2 separate regions of the Mus musculus genome follow, and region 1 is linked to region 2. The links are chromatin contacts, called in public HiChIP or PLAC-seq maps. All regions are on one chromosome and are shown on one strand. Each heading gives the region's core, a stretch centred on a gene start, on an enhancer-like site or on the middle of the called end of the contact. The rest is flanking DNA. Distances are from core to core; before and after follow the strand shown. Region 1 holds the start of Tmem88b (transmembrane protein 88B). Region 2 holds the start of Morn1 (MORN repeat containing 1).

What was found. HiChIP or PLAC-seq counts read pairs in DNA pulled down with a chosen protein or histone mark.
Region 1: a contact with region 2 is called in an H3K4me3 HiChIP or PLAC-seq map of bone marrow-derived macrophages, with 2.8 times the contacts expected there. The contact joins the promoter of Tmem88b here to the promoter of Morn1 in region 2. A contact is called at or near these places in 1 of 39 promoter capture datasets (liver), 1 of 15 datasets of contacts at CTCF or cohesin (embryonic stem cells) and 2 of 115 datasets of contacts at active chromatin or transcription factors (bone marrow-derived macrophages and memory CD8 T cells).

What each region holds. Positions count from the first base shown.
Region 1 is chr4:155,779,479-155,787,148 of GRCm38.p6, reverse strand. It overlaps Tmem88b (transmembrane protein 88B), which reads left to right and starts at 1,275. Exons shown (of 2, transcript NM_001033394.3): 1 at 1,275-1,810; 2 at 2,624-5,558. The coding sequence starts at 1,547. The coding sequence ends at 2,881.
Region 2 is chr4:155,081,296-155,088,054 of GRCm38.p6, reverse strand. Morn1 (MORN repeat containing 1) reads right to left here and starts at 1,478. Exons shown (of 14, transcript NM_001081100.1): 1 at 1,374-1,478; 2 at 563-634. The coding sequence starts at 1,449. Rer1 (retention in endoplasmic reticulum sorting receptor 1) reads left to right here and starts at 1,702. Exons shown (of 7, transcript NM_026395.2): 1 at 1,702-1,850; 2 at 5,301-5,388. The coding sequence starts at 5,308.

The DNA.
Region 1 (7,670 bases), core at 26-2,525, 700 kb before region 2:
TTAATCCCAGCACTTGGGAGGCAGAGGCAGGTGGATTTCTGAGTTTGAGGCCAGCCTGGTCTACAAAGTGAGTTCCAGGACAGACAGGGCTATATAGAGAAACCCTGTTTCAAAAAAACAAAACAAAACAAAACAAAACAAAAACAAAAATAAATGTCAGAGCCTAGAGAAATGGCTCAGCAGTTAGGAACACTTGTTACTCTTACAGAAGACCATGGCTAGATTCTCAGCACCTACAAGGTGACTCACAACCTGTACTGACAATTTTGGAGTTTTGGTTTCCTTGAAAAACACAGAAATATTATAAGGTAGTGTTTTCATTTTGATTCTAGGCATAGGGATATGGAGCTGCTTTGGACTGTGCACAGGAGATGGCTATCATTTGTCTTGTTCTCTAACAGGTGTGATTTTGCCAGGTGCGGATAATTTCTGTGATTGTGTGATGTTTGTAATTCTGGGGACTTTTCACAGAGTATAGAAATGTTAGGGCCTTGAGAGGTGCGGTGGGTTGTTGGCTGGTTGCTGGTGGTTGTGGTTTGTTATGGGAGTTCTCTGACAACCAGAGCTGGGGCTTACCTGACTCTGTTCCCTGCCTGTAGATCCTGTTCCCCTAACTGGGCTGCCTTGTCTAGCCATAGTGGAAGAGGATATGTGTGTGTGTGTGTGTGTGTGTGTGTGTGTGTGTGTGTGTGTGTGTGTAAATTACAAGAATGTGTGCTTAGTAAGGAGATAATTTACAACACTTAAAATTTTTTGGATGTATTTATTTTACTTTATGGGTATGAACATTTTGCCCAAATGTATGTATGTATGTATGTATGTATGTATGTATGTGCACTACAAGCATCCCTAGTGCCTATGAAGACCAGAAGAGGGCTGGAGTTTTCAGTGGACTATATGCTCCCATCATCTGAAAGGCTTGTTGTATACTTCCATGATTGATTGGATTTAGTACAGAGCAACTGCAACTGCTGTTAATTAGGTATCCACTCTGTGCCGGGTACTACCTTAAGCACTACTAACTGTACAACCCTGTCATGCTGTGAATCACTCCACAACATGAAGTCACCTGGTGTCAGATAAGGGGAAGTGCAGGGGCTAGTACTGGGAAATGAGTTAATAGTTCGTCCCTAAATGGCAGCTATTGATAGAGCTTCTGTCATCGCCAAGATCTGTGAAATGAAGCCATTGTTTGGGAGAACTGGGAGATGGGCTGAGAGAAAGGAGGGCCCCAGTGCTCAGATGGGAAGAGCTCTGTAAGACCTGAGCCGAGCACATAGGCGCTGCCTGCCTTTGCCTGGTAAAGAGGCCCAACAAGGTAGCAGGGGAAACTGTGGCAGAGGTGTAGCCCTGGAGACTGATATTCAGTGCTAGATTAAACTGGATGAGAGTCTACTCTCTGATGGCGAGGATCTAGATGTGAACTGAATCTGGGGAGGGTAAAAGGCTCTCTAGTCTGGGCCTAGGGTGGTTGGAGGAGGGGGATTAGGCCTGCTGCCTACCACTGTGATCTTGGGGGAACATCCTTCAAGCCCCGCGGCACGACATGAGTGAGCAGGAAAGGGAGACAGAAGAGGATGAAGGCGTTGCCTCAGACACAGCACCCATGCTACCCCGAAGAAGGCCTACTGATTACCACATCTCAGTCCTGGCTCCTATCCTGGCCACCCGAGGCCTCGGGACCCTGGTGCTGTCTGGCCGGGCTCTAGTTGGGTTCCTGCTTCATCTGCTGCTACCTGGAACAGTCTTCCTGCTGGTGTTGCTACCAGCAGCTGCCGTTGTCTACCTGGGATTCCTGTGTCACTCAAGGGTGAGCAGTAGCCATTGGTTAGTCCCCGGGAAGTGGGGAAGTGAGAGTTCTGTGGAGGTTCAAGTCCTTGGGGTTGAAGGTGAATCTACCCCCTTCTAGCCTTGCCCCTTTGTAACCAGAGATATATGCATCCTCCTGTTATGCCAACATCCCTGCCAGCTGCAGTCAAAGAAAGTCTCTTTGTTACTCGGTGAACAGCTGTCTTGCTTCCCCCCCCCCGCCCCCCCCCCCCAGGCCTCTTAGCTTTGTACCAGGAGGTACTAGGGCCTGGTCAGTGAGGTTGATGTGGAGATAGGAAAAGAAATTGTCAGATTCACCCGTCCTCAGTGCTTCTCCACTCCTCATACTCCTCCCCCCCACCTCCTCCCCCCCACCTCCTCCCCCCCACAGCCCTTCCCTGAACCCTCTTGACCTTGGTTAGGCTTCCGCTCATCTAAGGCTTGACCTATACATAGACGACCCCTATATCCCCTTTCTGAAGCTGATAGAGAGAAACGATGCTAGCTGGGTGACAGTCCAGATGGAGCCATATCAGCTGTCAACAGGTAAGGGGCATGGAAGGAAGCTCATATGGGGACAGGAAAACTGGGTTGGGAGAGCCAGGGAGGTTCTCTGGCCTTTCCTTAAGGAATCCCCGAACACACACTCTTGGTTCTGTTCTCGCATTTCTGTCCAGGCTCCACCTCCAGGCAGGCCTCCCAGCCTTACGCTTTTCTTTCTGGACTCTGCCCTGAGCTCGGGGCCCAGGACCTCCCTCACCCCTGCGCTGCTCTGGGGCCTCCCCGCCTGACTGCACGCCTCCACTGTCCACAGGTTCATCCGGCTCCGGGTCCACGGTGCCGAGCGCTGCTCTCGGACCGCGGCTCCGCGGCGCTCATTGTGTTCGGATTGCTCTCCCTGCCGCCGCTCGTGGTGCTCGCCGCCGCCGCGCGCTCCCTCCTGGTCCGGCGACTACGCCCTGCGCTGCCTGATCCCGCGAGGACCCCGGCTCCGCGCCGCCCGCCCAGGAGCAGCGGAGATCTGGCCGACGGCCACCCGGACGAGGACAAACAACTCTGTGCTTGGGTCTGACGCCTCAAGGTCTCTGCGCGTCAAGAGCCTCCCAGGTCCCTCGACCCCCGTAAAGTGGATGACTCGGGCGGCTGCTTTGGGGCTCTGAGAGCAGTGCTCGAAGTCGCCAGGAGATGGCAACAGGGTCCCTCAGAAGAGGGAGAAAGGGTGTCCCTTCAAGAAAAGCAGAAAAGCATATTATGTCTTCCACCCAATTCTGTGGTCAGCAGCCGACTTGGCAGCTATCTCTGAATCCCCCCCCCCAACCACGCATAATTCTAGAAGCTCCGGTGTAGCCAGTAGCAACCAGACGTCATGGCTCAACTTGCGGGATCAGCTGAGTCCTCCAAGGTCTTGACCTTGTACAGGACAAAAGATCAGTTGGGTCCATGGTCAAACTATTGCCCGGATCAGGTTTGAGATAGGATCTGGGATCAGTGATTCAGTGTAAGTGCAGGATCGGCGTGTCGTTGTTAATATGTAATTTATTTTTATTTATTTATTTTTGTGCGTGTGTGTATTGATGTTTTGCCTGCATGTGTATCTATGTGGGGGTGTCACAAGCCCTCGAACTGCAGTTACCGGCAGGTGCGAGCTGCAATGTGGGTTCTAGGACTGCAACCTGGGTCCTCTGGAAGAGCAGCCAGCTGTCTTCTAAAGGACCCTGAGCCATCTCTCCAGCTCCTAGCACTCAGCTTGCATTCGGGGTCAGGTATCAGCGCATATCTAGAACTGGAGCTCATTCTCTGACCAGGGGTCTTTCTTTTGAGACAAGTGGCAGAATACGAGCTCATTTTACAATGTGGGTAATGTTAAGATTTATCTTTGTATTTGGCATGCTACAGTTTGACTAACATGTTCCTACTTACGCATAAATTATCATTCTCCTTTCCCTCCCTGTCTCCTATCTTCTCCTCTTCCTGGGACTCGTACATACTAGAACTAGAATATCTTGTTTCTTTTTATTTTTATAGAATATCTTATTTCTTTTTATTTTTAGTAGTCCTGGGATGGACTTATAAATGTTAGGCAAGCACTCTACCACTGAGCTATAGCCTTAGCTGTGGATATATTTTTAAAATTTAAAGTATTTTTAAAATTATTATTTTTGAATTTTATTTGTAGACCAGGCTAGCCTTGAACTCAGGGAATCTGCCTGTCTCTGCCCCACTCCCCACCCCCAAGTACTAGGAATAAAGGTGTGTGCTACCATCCAGGGTTAAGCCTTGAACATTTTAATTTTAAAACAGAAATTCTACTACTTCTACTACTGAGTGAGCCCTCCAGATCTGTTTTGGTTGTAAGGTTCTGCTTCAATTCCTGCCTCCAGGTTCTTGCCTTGAGTTCTTGCCCTGACTACTTTTAGTGTAGTGAGATCTGGGAAATGTAAGATGACATAAACCTGTCATGATGGGTTGTCTTTTGTCTGTTTGCCGGCCTGCCTATCTATCTGTTTTGTTTTGTTTTTAAAGATGTATTTATTTATTTATATGGGTACACTGTAGCTGTCATCAGACACACCAGAAGAGGGCATCAGATCTCATTACAAATGGTTGTGAGCCACCATGTGGTTGCTGGGAATTGAACTCAGGACCTCTGGAAGAGCAGTCAGCACTCTTAACCACTGAGCCATCTCTCCAGCCCCTATCTGTTTATTTTTAAGTCAGGGTTTCTCTGTGTAGCCTTTGCTATGCTGGAACTTACTCTGTAGACCAGGCTGGTCTTGAACTCACAAAAATCTACCTGCCTCTGCCTCCCAAAGGCTGAGATTAAATGTGTGTGCCACTGCTCGGTTGGTTGGTCTTGAGTTTTTTTTTATTTGTTTGTTTGTTTTTAAATAATTTATTTTATTTAATATACATTGGTGGCTTTGCCTGCATTCATGTCTGTGTGAAGGTGTCAGATCCCCTGGATCTGGAATTACAGACAGTTGTAAGCTGCCACGTGAGTGATGGGAATTGAACCCTGGTCCTCTGGAAGAGCAGCTACTACCGAGCTATCTCTCCAGCCCTTTGATCCTGATGTTTTATCAAAGCAATAGAAACCTAAGGCAGGCACTAACTTTAATAGTCTTGTCCAGAGACAAAAACAACCAGTCATCTTAGGTTCCCTTATGGCACTAGCTCATGGCCCTCAATACAGAGTACTCGCCCCTTCCCCTCTCTGCACCCCAGCATGTCTCTCTGTCCTGTGTTCAGAGAACTCTTTATTTTCCTATCAGTTCCCTTCAATATGCTGGTTGCTTCTTATTGTTGTGTTATTACTTTTTTTTTCCAGGACGAGTTTTCTCTGTGTAGCCCTGGCTATTCTAAAACTCACTCTGTAGATTAGTCAGACCTTGAACTCAGAGATCTGCCTGCCGCTGCCTCCCGAATGCTTGAATTAAAGGAGTATACCACCACTTTCTAGCTTGTTGCTAGATGTGTGTGTGTGTACATGTATGGATGTGCATGTGCCACAATGTATGTGTGTTGTGACAGTCAGAGAGGACAACTTTTAGGAGTTGTGGGTCCCAGGGATGGAACTCAGGTTGTCAAGGTTGGTAGCAAGTGCCTTAACACCATGGGTCATCTCTCTGGTCCCTTGGTTTATGTTTTTGTAATGTTTAATTGTTGGGGGCGGGGGGTTGTTTGAGACATATTTTCTTGTAAGCCCAGCAATATGTTAAAAATATGCTCATTATAATTTACCTGGAATCTAATTGTATCAGACTTGTTTTGTTTTGTTTTTGTTTGTTTGTTTGTTTTTACTTTAACTTTTGCAACTCTAACCAGGATGCTCTAGAACTCATGAACCTCCTGCCTCAGCCGCCCACATATTGGAATTATGAACATGCCTCCATGCCCAGACCTAACTTTTTTTTTTTTTTTAAAGGATCCAGCACACTGTTTTGCCAGTGTGGCTCAGCCAGGGTCAGACCTCAGCCTAACTAGGATTGAGTGAATTTTGTAGTCTCAAGCGTAGCCCAGTGTGTGGCTGAGTCCGGTCTGTAGGGTGCCTTGTGTGTCTTGGGGCTTTCCAGCCTTCATCCGTGTCCAGCTTTGATTCTTTTCCTGGTCAGACAGAATGACGGAGCCAGCTGGTCGCCAAGCGGCCCAGGAGTGCTTCCTCCGGAATGAGGCTGCCTTCCTTCTGCTGGCCAACCCCAGAGGTGGAAGATGAACACTCTCCTGGGAAACTCTTGGCTGAGGATTGGATCTGCCTGGCCCCACAGTCATCAAAACAACAGCTGGGCCTGGTGGGGGTGGGGAGGTGACTGTAGAAATCAACTCCCAAGCTTAAGTGGCTGCTGGTGGGGTGAGGAACTCTGTCACAGCAGCTGCCTCAGACATTCCATTTCCGAAAGGTGTTTCCCAGCTTCCCAAGCCTATCTTGAGCCTTGGGTGTCCTCCAGTGGCCATGGGGATGTCCAAGGGAGGGCAGTGGGATGACCTACTTCAATCCAATCTTCCAAATTTTTCTCTTTTCTCTTCTCTTCTCTTCTCTTCTCTTCTCTTCTCTTCTCTCTTCTTTTCTCTTCTTCCTCTTCTTCCTCCTCCTCTTCTTCTTCTTCTTCTTCTTCTTCTTCTTCTTCTTCTTCTTCTTCTTCTTCTTCTTCTTCTTCTCCTTCTTCTTCCTTTTCCTCTCTCTCTCTCTCTCTCTCTCTCTCTCTCTCTCTCTCTCTCTCTCCTGGCCATGCTTTCAAAGGAACACTGTGTGCAGAGCATGGTGGATTATATCTGTAATCTCAGCACTGGGGAAGCTCAGGCAGGAGAATTGCTATGAGTTTGAGGCCAACCTGGGCTACAAAATAAGACTGTCACAAAACAAAACACTACTGTGCTGTGAATGGAGCTGGATATAGAAGGGTACAGTTTGGTGTTTATGTGGGGGCAGACATGACCTTGGTTCTATTCACAGCATCACACACACAAAAAGGAATGCTGTGGAGGTCATGGGAGATCTGTGGAAGAGGTCTGGGGTCTGTATTTAGCTGTGAAGGACAGAAATGTGCCAGCTGGTAGATTAGAGCCTGAGGGCTGAAGAGACAAGCTAGCTCACCATACAACCAGACACAGATCTGGGGTCACTGTCCCCCACTCCACCACCACTGGACAGGTCCGAAAAGGGGGGTTTGGGGCTGAAAGGAAAGTGTGAGGCTGGGCCTTCAGTCCCATCTCTGAGGTAGGCCTGCATAACCTACTGTCTCCTGCCTTGGTAGTACTGTGTCTAGTCCCTTCAAGTGTCTATCTCCTAACTCATACCTAGCACAAGCTCATGACAGAAACATTTAGAACCTAGGATCCTCATGTCTGGCCTGAGAGTTCAGAGCACCTTAATTCTTCTGAGGGCCTCTGTCTCCTCCCTCCTCACCGGTTCCTCAGGGCGCGCCAGGCGAGACCTCCACTTGGATGCAGACTTCTTTCCCAGTAACTCAGGGCCTGCCTTATAAAAAGGAACCTGACTGGGGTAGGCACATATGCAAGGCTGTGTCCTGTCTGTACTCCTCTTAAGCTTTGAGTCATAGCATTATCACAGCTAAAGAGACTGGGCTCAGTGAGATTCCCACTTTATTTAAATTATTCATTCACAAAGTATTCGCAGGCATGGCCGCAGACAGCATCTGCCACGAGTGACTCTGTGTTTAGCCAGCTTTGCCCATCCAGCTTCAAGTCCGGGCTTAAGCTCTAGCCTTGCTTATTTCCCAGGCATCTCTGGTAGAGGCAGGAACTGAGGTGGGGCTGGGGTGGTGGTGGGGTGTGGGGTGGTGGTGGGGTGTGGGGTGGTGGTGGGGTGTGGGGTGGTGGTGGGGTGTGGGGTGGTGGTGGGG
Region 2 (6,759 bases), core at 229-2,728:
AAAACACAGCAGAGCCTCCATGTTGTAAGAGAGGCAACAGGAGGCAGCCTATTAAGAACACAGCTGCCTTTCCCCAGGAATCAACAGATTCAATAATGTCTCACAGCAAAACCTCCACATCGCCTGGCCTTTGTCTGGTGGTATATTCTATAAACTGGAATGCTCACAGACACGAGAGAACAGGGTTCTTTCGTGCCCATGTTTACCTTTTTTTTTTTTTTTTTTTTTTTTGAATACAGAGACACTAAGGCTGATGATTAGAGGCCTGGATGTCCAATAACAAGCATGCAGGACGCCATGATGGTGTTTGTGTGTGACACTCTGGGTCTACTGCCCCACTCTTTCCCTCCCACCAATAGTTCCACCACCCACCAGCATGTGATGACCTCCAAGCCTACAAGAATTGGTCTTACATTGGTTCCACCATGACTGGGTCCAAGTGGTAGTCCCAGTGTGCAGGCGCAGTACCAGGCTATGCTTGGTACAAGACTGACTGCCTCCCACACCTTTTCTCAGGAATCTGGCTCTGGAATGAGCTCTGCAATGATCACAGGCTTCTTACCGTGTTTCTTGCCTCCCTTCCATTCTCCTTCATAGCGGAAGAAAGAATTTGGGTATACATATACGCCATAGCCTGTGTTCGGAAAAGAAGATGAACATAGCAATGGTTTGCCATCAACAGACACAGAGATGGGGCAGCTCAGGGTCTGGAGTAGTCTGCAGGTCATTTCTCATCAGTCTCTTGAACATGACAGGATGGTTAATTGCTCAAGATGGGTGCTCCCTCTCCCTTGCTTGGGTTTTGTTACATGGATAGTACTGAGGGAAAGGCAGGCCTGGCCAGAGGAGGGCTAAGACAAAAGCTGATTGTAGGCTCTTTAAGAGGAGGCGGTGAGGGCACGGAAGCAGTCAACAAGCTCCGTGAGGATACAGCAAAGAGCCCACCCTGCCAGGACCGTCACTATCCTCCTGTCCCCACGGGACAAAAATCCACACTCACTCCTAATTACTCCTGGCTGCCTCATCTTTTATCACGCAGCCAGCTCTGAGACATCACACCCAACACCCATCTCTCAGTTCCTGAGATGGATAAGCAACCCCACTGCTTTCTTGCCAGCAAGTCGCAGCCTGGGACGGGAAGACAGTGGCACTAGCATGGACTCTGACCTCATATCGATCCTGTTTCTCCGGTTTTAGAACAACTTTTCATCAGACTGCATTGGGCGAACCTCGTGTGCTCACCCAGCCAGCCTGACCTCAGCTCTACCTGCCCCCCCTGACGCAGGGTCGGCTGGCCGTGAGCCTGCAGCCTGGACCACGCCTGTGGAGCACGCGAACGCGACGGAGCTCCAGCGGGGAGACGCAGCCCGTACCGTTTCGCGGCGGCAGTCTCGGCGAGTGCCGACGCGGCTGGAGCGAAGCCTGGTAGGGATCGCCAGCTGCCTCCATCTTGCCGCCAAAGTTTCCCTAGCAACCATAAAGCTGCCTTCCATTGGCCTCCGGTTGCCATGGGGCGTGGCCAGGAGACCATAACATCCGAAGCAGCGGCGCCGGATCCGGAGCCTGAGGACGTCAATGCGCCTGTGCACCACGGCACGTTTCCGCCAACCCCGTCCTTCCGCCGGGAAGCGCTCCCGCCAACGGCCTCTGCGTCCATACCGGAAGCGGAAATGGTTGGAGCTTGGGCCCCGCCCCGCGGCCATCTTGGCGGCTGGAGGCGCCGCGGGACGGAACGGAAGTGCCTGTGCAGCTTCCCGGATCCGGAGCCGAGCTCTGGCGGCCGCCCTGCCCGCCATCCTCCTTCCGCAGCCGTGAGGGAGACCGCGGCTCGGCTGCACCGGAGCTGCGAGGTGCTGGGGGTGGGCTGGTGGCGCGGACCTGGTCGGGCGGCACACCACCGCCTTCCTCTGGGCTGTCAAGGCCACGGGCGAGCCGGCGGGCGGCGGGCGGGCGGGGCCGGGCAGCGCCTTTGAGCCTGGCGAGGGGTTGCCAGGGGCGGGCCGATCTCCGAGAGGGGTGCGCGAGGGGACTGCTGAGCGCTGCCCGCCGCGGCTCGCGCGCCGCCCCGACCCCCCGGCCCCAGGTCGTGGAGGAAGGTGGCCTGTTGTTGCCTGCACAGATCCAGGCGGCATGTGTTAGGTGTCCTCTTGCTACCCCACTACCGTGTTCAGTTTCGGGGCACACGTGTAGGAATTAAGCCCGAGCGCGAAGACAGTTACTGAATGGATCGAAGGGGTGCTGGTTAAATGGGTCTAGATTATATGGTGACATTAAGGCAGTAAAATGTCCAGCCCTCCAGGCTGTACTTCCAGCGTGGAGCAGATAAGGCTACATTGTCTCCCTTAGCAGGGTATCAGTGCAAGAGGGCTTCATACTTCCACATTGAGAACCCCCAGTGGCTTTTCTTTCTTAGTTCTTAATAACAGATACTATCCAGGAGGTGGTGGTGCACGCCTTTATGTGAGGCAGAGGCTGTGAGTTTGAGGCTAGCCTGGTCTACATGGAGCAACCCTGTTGGGGGCGGGGGGAAGACTTAGAGACTAGTTATACGTCTTGGAACTGCCTGTTTTTTTGATGTGAGTTTTTTTTTTTTTTTTAACCCTCATTAAGGTGCTCAGAAGAGCATCAGTAAACCCATACTCAGCCCCTTAGATCCAGGTTGTGTGTTGGGGAACTGGTTGCGGTGGAGGTAGAACATAGAGAAAGGGCTGGGGATGATCCAAGATGATCATTTCCCACCCCACCCCCAAAGGTGAGAGGGGCCCAGAGAGGGAAGGACTCAGAGGGGCAGGGTCTGGAAGGGTTGACAGGGAACAACTCTTGAGGCATGCAGGTGCAAGAGGCAGCGACCCCCAGATGCTGTGCAGAGCGCTTTCTTCTCTGTGGTGTATTACTAATTTAGGAGTGATGGATTGCAGAAACTAGACAAATGATGGGCTCCAGAACACGGGGGTAATGTTCTGTGTGTGGTACTTGTCCCCCTTAGAACAGTTTTTGTCTTGTTTTTTTTTTTTTTGTGACAGAGCATAGAGCAATTTCAGTAGATATGTGACAAGCACTGTAGGTCGTGAGGCCCATCCTAAAACAAATCAAGGTCCCTCAGGGAGGAGCGTGCATTCCGGTGAGAGGAGATTGAGAGATTACTAGAAAGGGATTGGAAAACAGTTGTTACAGAAAATGCAAACAGTGACGTGACATGGAAACGTGGAAACGGTGGTCATTGTGGACAGCATGGAGGGCCTCTCTGACCTTTAGTCTGAATGGAGAGAAGAGGATTGCAGCTAGAACAGCTGGTATGAGGGCTGCCCTAACCCAGGAACAAGTCTGAAACATTGAGGGCTGGCACTTGGTTCACCACAGGCTGCCGGTAGATCCTCATGAGAACCCTTTGAGGAAGGCACTGAGGTGCTCGCCCCGTTTTCCAGGTCCGAACCCCAGGCATTCCTCAGTGGCTGTCCCAGATCACACTGCTAGGAAGTGCAGTGCTGGGATTTGAAGCCGGCAGTGGGACTCCAAAGTTCACATTCTTAATCTCTATGCTGCCTCTCTCGGGTTGTTATTGGCAGTGAGTTTAATCAAGATGTAGAGCAATGTTTGTCTGATAATCAAAACTTGACTAATGTGTTCTAGGTAGGCTTTCTACGCATCATCTGAAACAGAGTTTTAAGATCAGCTTAGAGTACAGACTTTAAAGGAGCAGCTCCATCGTTTTTTCTTTAAAATGGCCTCACTGTGTAGATGGGTTGGTCTGTAACTCACTATATAGACCAGGCTGACTTCAACTCACCTGCCTCTGCCTCCTGAACTGGGACTAAAGGTGTGTGCCACCAGGCCTAGTATTTTCCTTTTAATACTACTCTTGTCTCAATTTAAGCAAAAGTTTTTTTGTTTGTTTGTTTGTTTTTTTGGGGGGGGTTCCGAGACAGGGTTTGTCTGTATAGCCCTGGCTATCCTGGAACTCACTTTGTAGACCAGGCTGGCCTCACTCAGAAATCCGCCTGCCTCTGCTTCCCATGTGCTAGGATTAAAGGCGTGCGCCACCACGCCTGGCACAAAAGTGTTTTAAAAATCCCTGTAAAATAATGGGACATTTTCGTATACTATAGGGTAAAGAATTTGACTAACACAGTTGGGCTTTGGCCTAAGTGGAATGGCCATTCTAGGTAGTATACTCTAATGTGGCCTCTATTTAAATGTGGAGTCCCCCAGATAGGGGGAGCCACAACTAGGTTCTTCAGTTAAATTGTGAGCATTTCGTTTATGCACACACCTGAGGCCAAAGGGCGTTCTCATTCTCCTGGGCAGCTCTGAGCACTGTACTCAGTGGACCCAGGAAGTGGCAGCACACTGGCAACTCTTACTGCAGACTTGAGACTGAGTTCTGTGGGTGCTGCGAAGGTTGTCACATTATGTGGCCACTTATATCTGGTTCCAAAGGACCCCAGGGCTGAGGCAGGGTGGGCTGGAGGTGTTGGATCTCTCCTGCTGCCGCCACACTGCAGCATTTGTGAGCCTGGTTTCCTACCTGCTTTGGGAGCATTAAGACCAAGCTCAGGGCTTGGCTGCAGTTGAAGGCTGCCTGTGTGTCTGCCTTTAGAAGAGCATCATTTTGCACATGGTGAACCTCAGGCTGACTGTGGCTAGAGAGGGTGTTGAAGGCCTTTCAGCTGCTCAGCACAAGTAGATTTAAGTCATACTTGAACTACAGTTTGTTTCTCCTCTTCACCCTGTGGGTAGCAGAGGGACCTGGGACAGGCACTGCTCATAGACTTGAGAGGACCAGGACCACAAGATTTTCCCCTCCTGCTTCTCAAGTAGGACTGATGACAGAGGTCCCATCACTTAGCAGTTTCCCTGAGTCTATATCTGAAGAGCTGGATACCAAGCTGGACCTGAGCTGCTGCCAGGCCTAGCACTGCTGAGGTCTGTCCTCTGTGAAATCAAGGGTAATGATGGTTTTCTTGGCTGTCTGGGTTTTACAGTGAATTCTGCCTGGGATCCGTGCAGCATTGGAAATGGCTAGGGGCAGATAGGGTCACCTTCACAGTTGCTAGATAAGAAACAGGGTCGCGGATAGATGGACTGCCTGCTAGTCCTGGTGATGGGGAGAGGGCCTGGCCCTGGAGTATAGATCCAGGACAGAACAGGAGGACTGGGTGCTTGGTGAAAACCCAAAGAGATGCTTTGGATGAAATGTCAAGTCATAAAAAGTTCTTGACAGACTGGTCAGTAGAGGGGAACGTTTTCATATCCCTGAATGCTTTTTATTTATTTTTAAAAGAATTTTGTATTTATCTCAGTTACAGAATGTCTGAAGGGGACAGTGTTGGAGACTCTGTCCATGGGAAGCCCTCGGTGGTGTACAGATTTTTCTCACGGCTTGGACAGGTGAGTAGATTTGTAGATCATTAGAACTATTTGGAAGGGAAGCTGTGTGTCCTGACAGATAGATTCTCCTGAAGGGTGAGAGAGAAGCTCGCCTACAGCTTGCCCTGGGCAGAAGCTTTCGCTTTCAGGCCTTGGCTGGTTTCTTTGCCATGAGTACACATGTTCCAGGAAACGGTCAGGTAGAGGGGTCTGGACACTGGAGACTTCTCTTCCTGTTTCTGTTTTGTTGCTGCTGCTGCTGCTGCTCTTCTCCCTCCCCCTCCCCTTCTGCTCCTCCTTTTCCTTCCCCCCTCCTCCTCCTGCTCCTCCTCCTTCCCCTCCTTCTTTAAACTAAAATCCTTTTATCTCGATGGTGTAGACAACAGTGGTCCTTGATCTTCTCTTTCCACTCCTCCTTTTCCTCAACCTGACACCCGCATTCTGGTAAACCTCAGCCTTCTTTTGCCCTCAGGTGTTTGTTGGGTGTTGCTCTGTGGGAGACTCTGATGCTGGCCCAGGTAGAAGTAGGTCACTATGTATGGCTGTACTTGAGCTGCCTCACACACTCACTGTCTGCAAGTCTGACTCAGTGAGCTGATACTATGGTTCAGTTAAAAACTTGCCATGCTTTTAAGAAAGTAACATACAGCAATCTGTTGATAATTATTGAAGCTGTTTGGTGGGTAGGCACACTTCATGTAATCATGAATGTTTAAAAATGCTTATAATTAAAACATAAAGTTATATTTCAGAGTTAAGATGTAAAACATATCTATGTGCACATGAAGTGTGTGTGTTTATAGAAAAACCAAGCGTTTCCATAGTAATGACTATAGCTTTGGTATGTGTAAATGCACGGTTTGGCTGCCAACAGTCAACCTGTGACCAGCCACTTTGAAGACAGGCAAGGACAATGTGGGCCTGCTGGGCAAGTGCAAGGTCCTGGAGACTTAAGAGTCAAATCTGGGGCTCAGAGAGATCCTTTGGGAAAATAGGTTTTGGGTAGGATTTGACCCATGTGTGTGGATACATGGGATACAGTATATGTGTTACAGTATGCAGGTTACAATATGGGTTATAGCATCTGGGCTTACAGTATGTGGGTTACAGTATTGAGTCACAGTATGTTACAGTTGTAGTATGGGTTATAGCATCTGGGTTACAGTATTGTGTCACAGTTTGTTACAGTGTGGGTTACAGTATGTGGGTTATAGTATGTGTTACAGTATAGTTTGCAGTATGTATGTTACAGTATGTGGGTTATAGTATGCATGTTAGAGTGTGCATTTTGCAGCCTGGGTTACAATATACATGTTACAGTATGTGGGGTACAGTATGTATGCCACAGTATGAGTTATAGTGTGCATGTTATACCATGCGACAGTGGGTTTA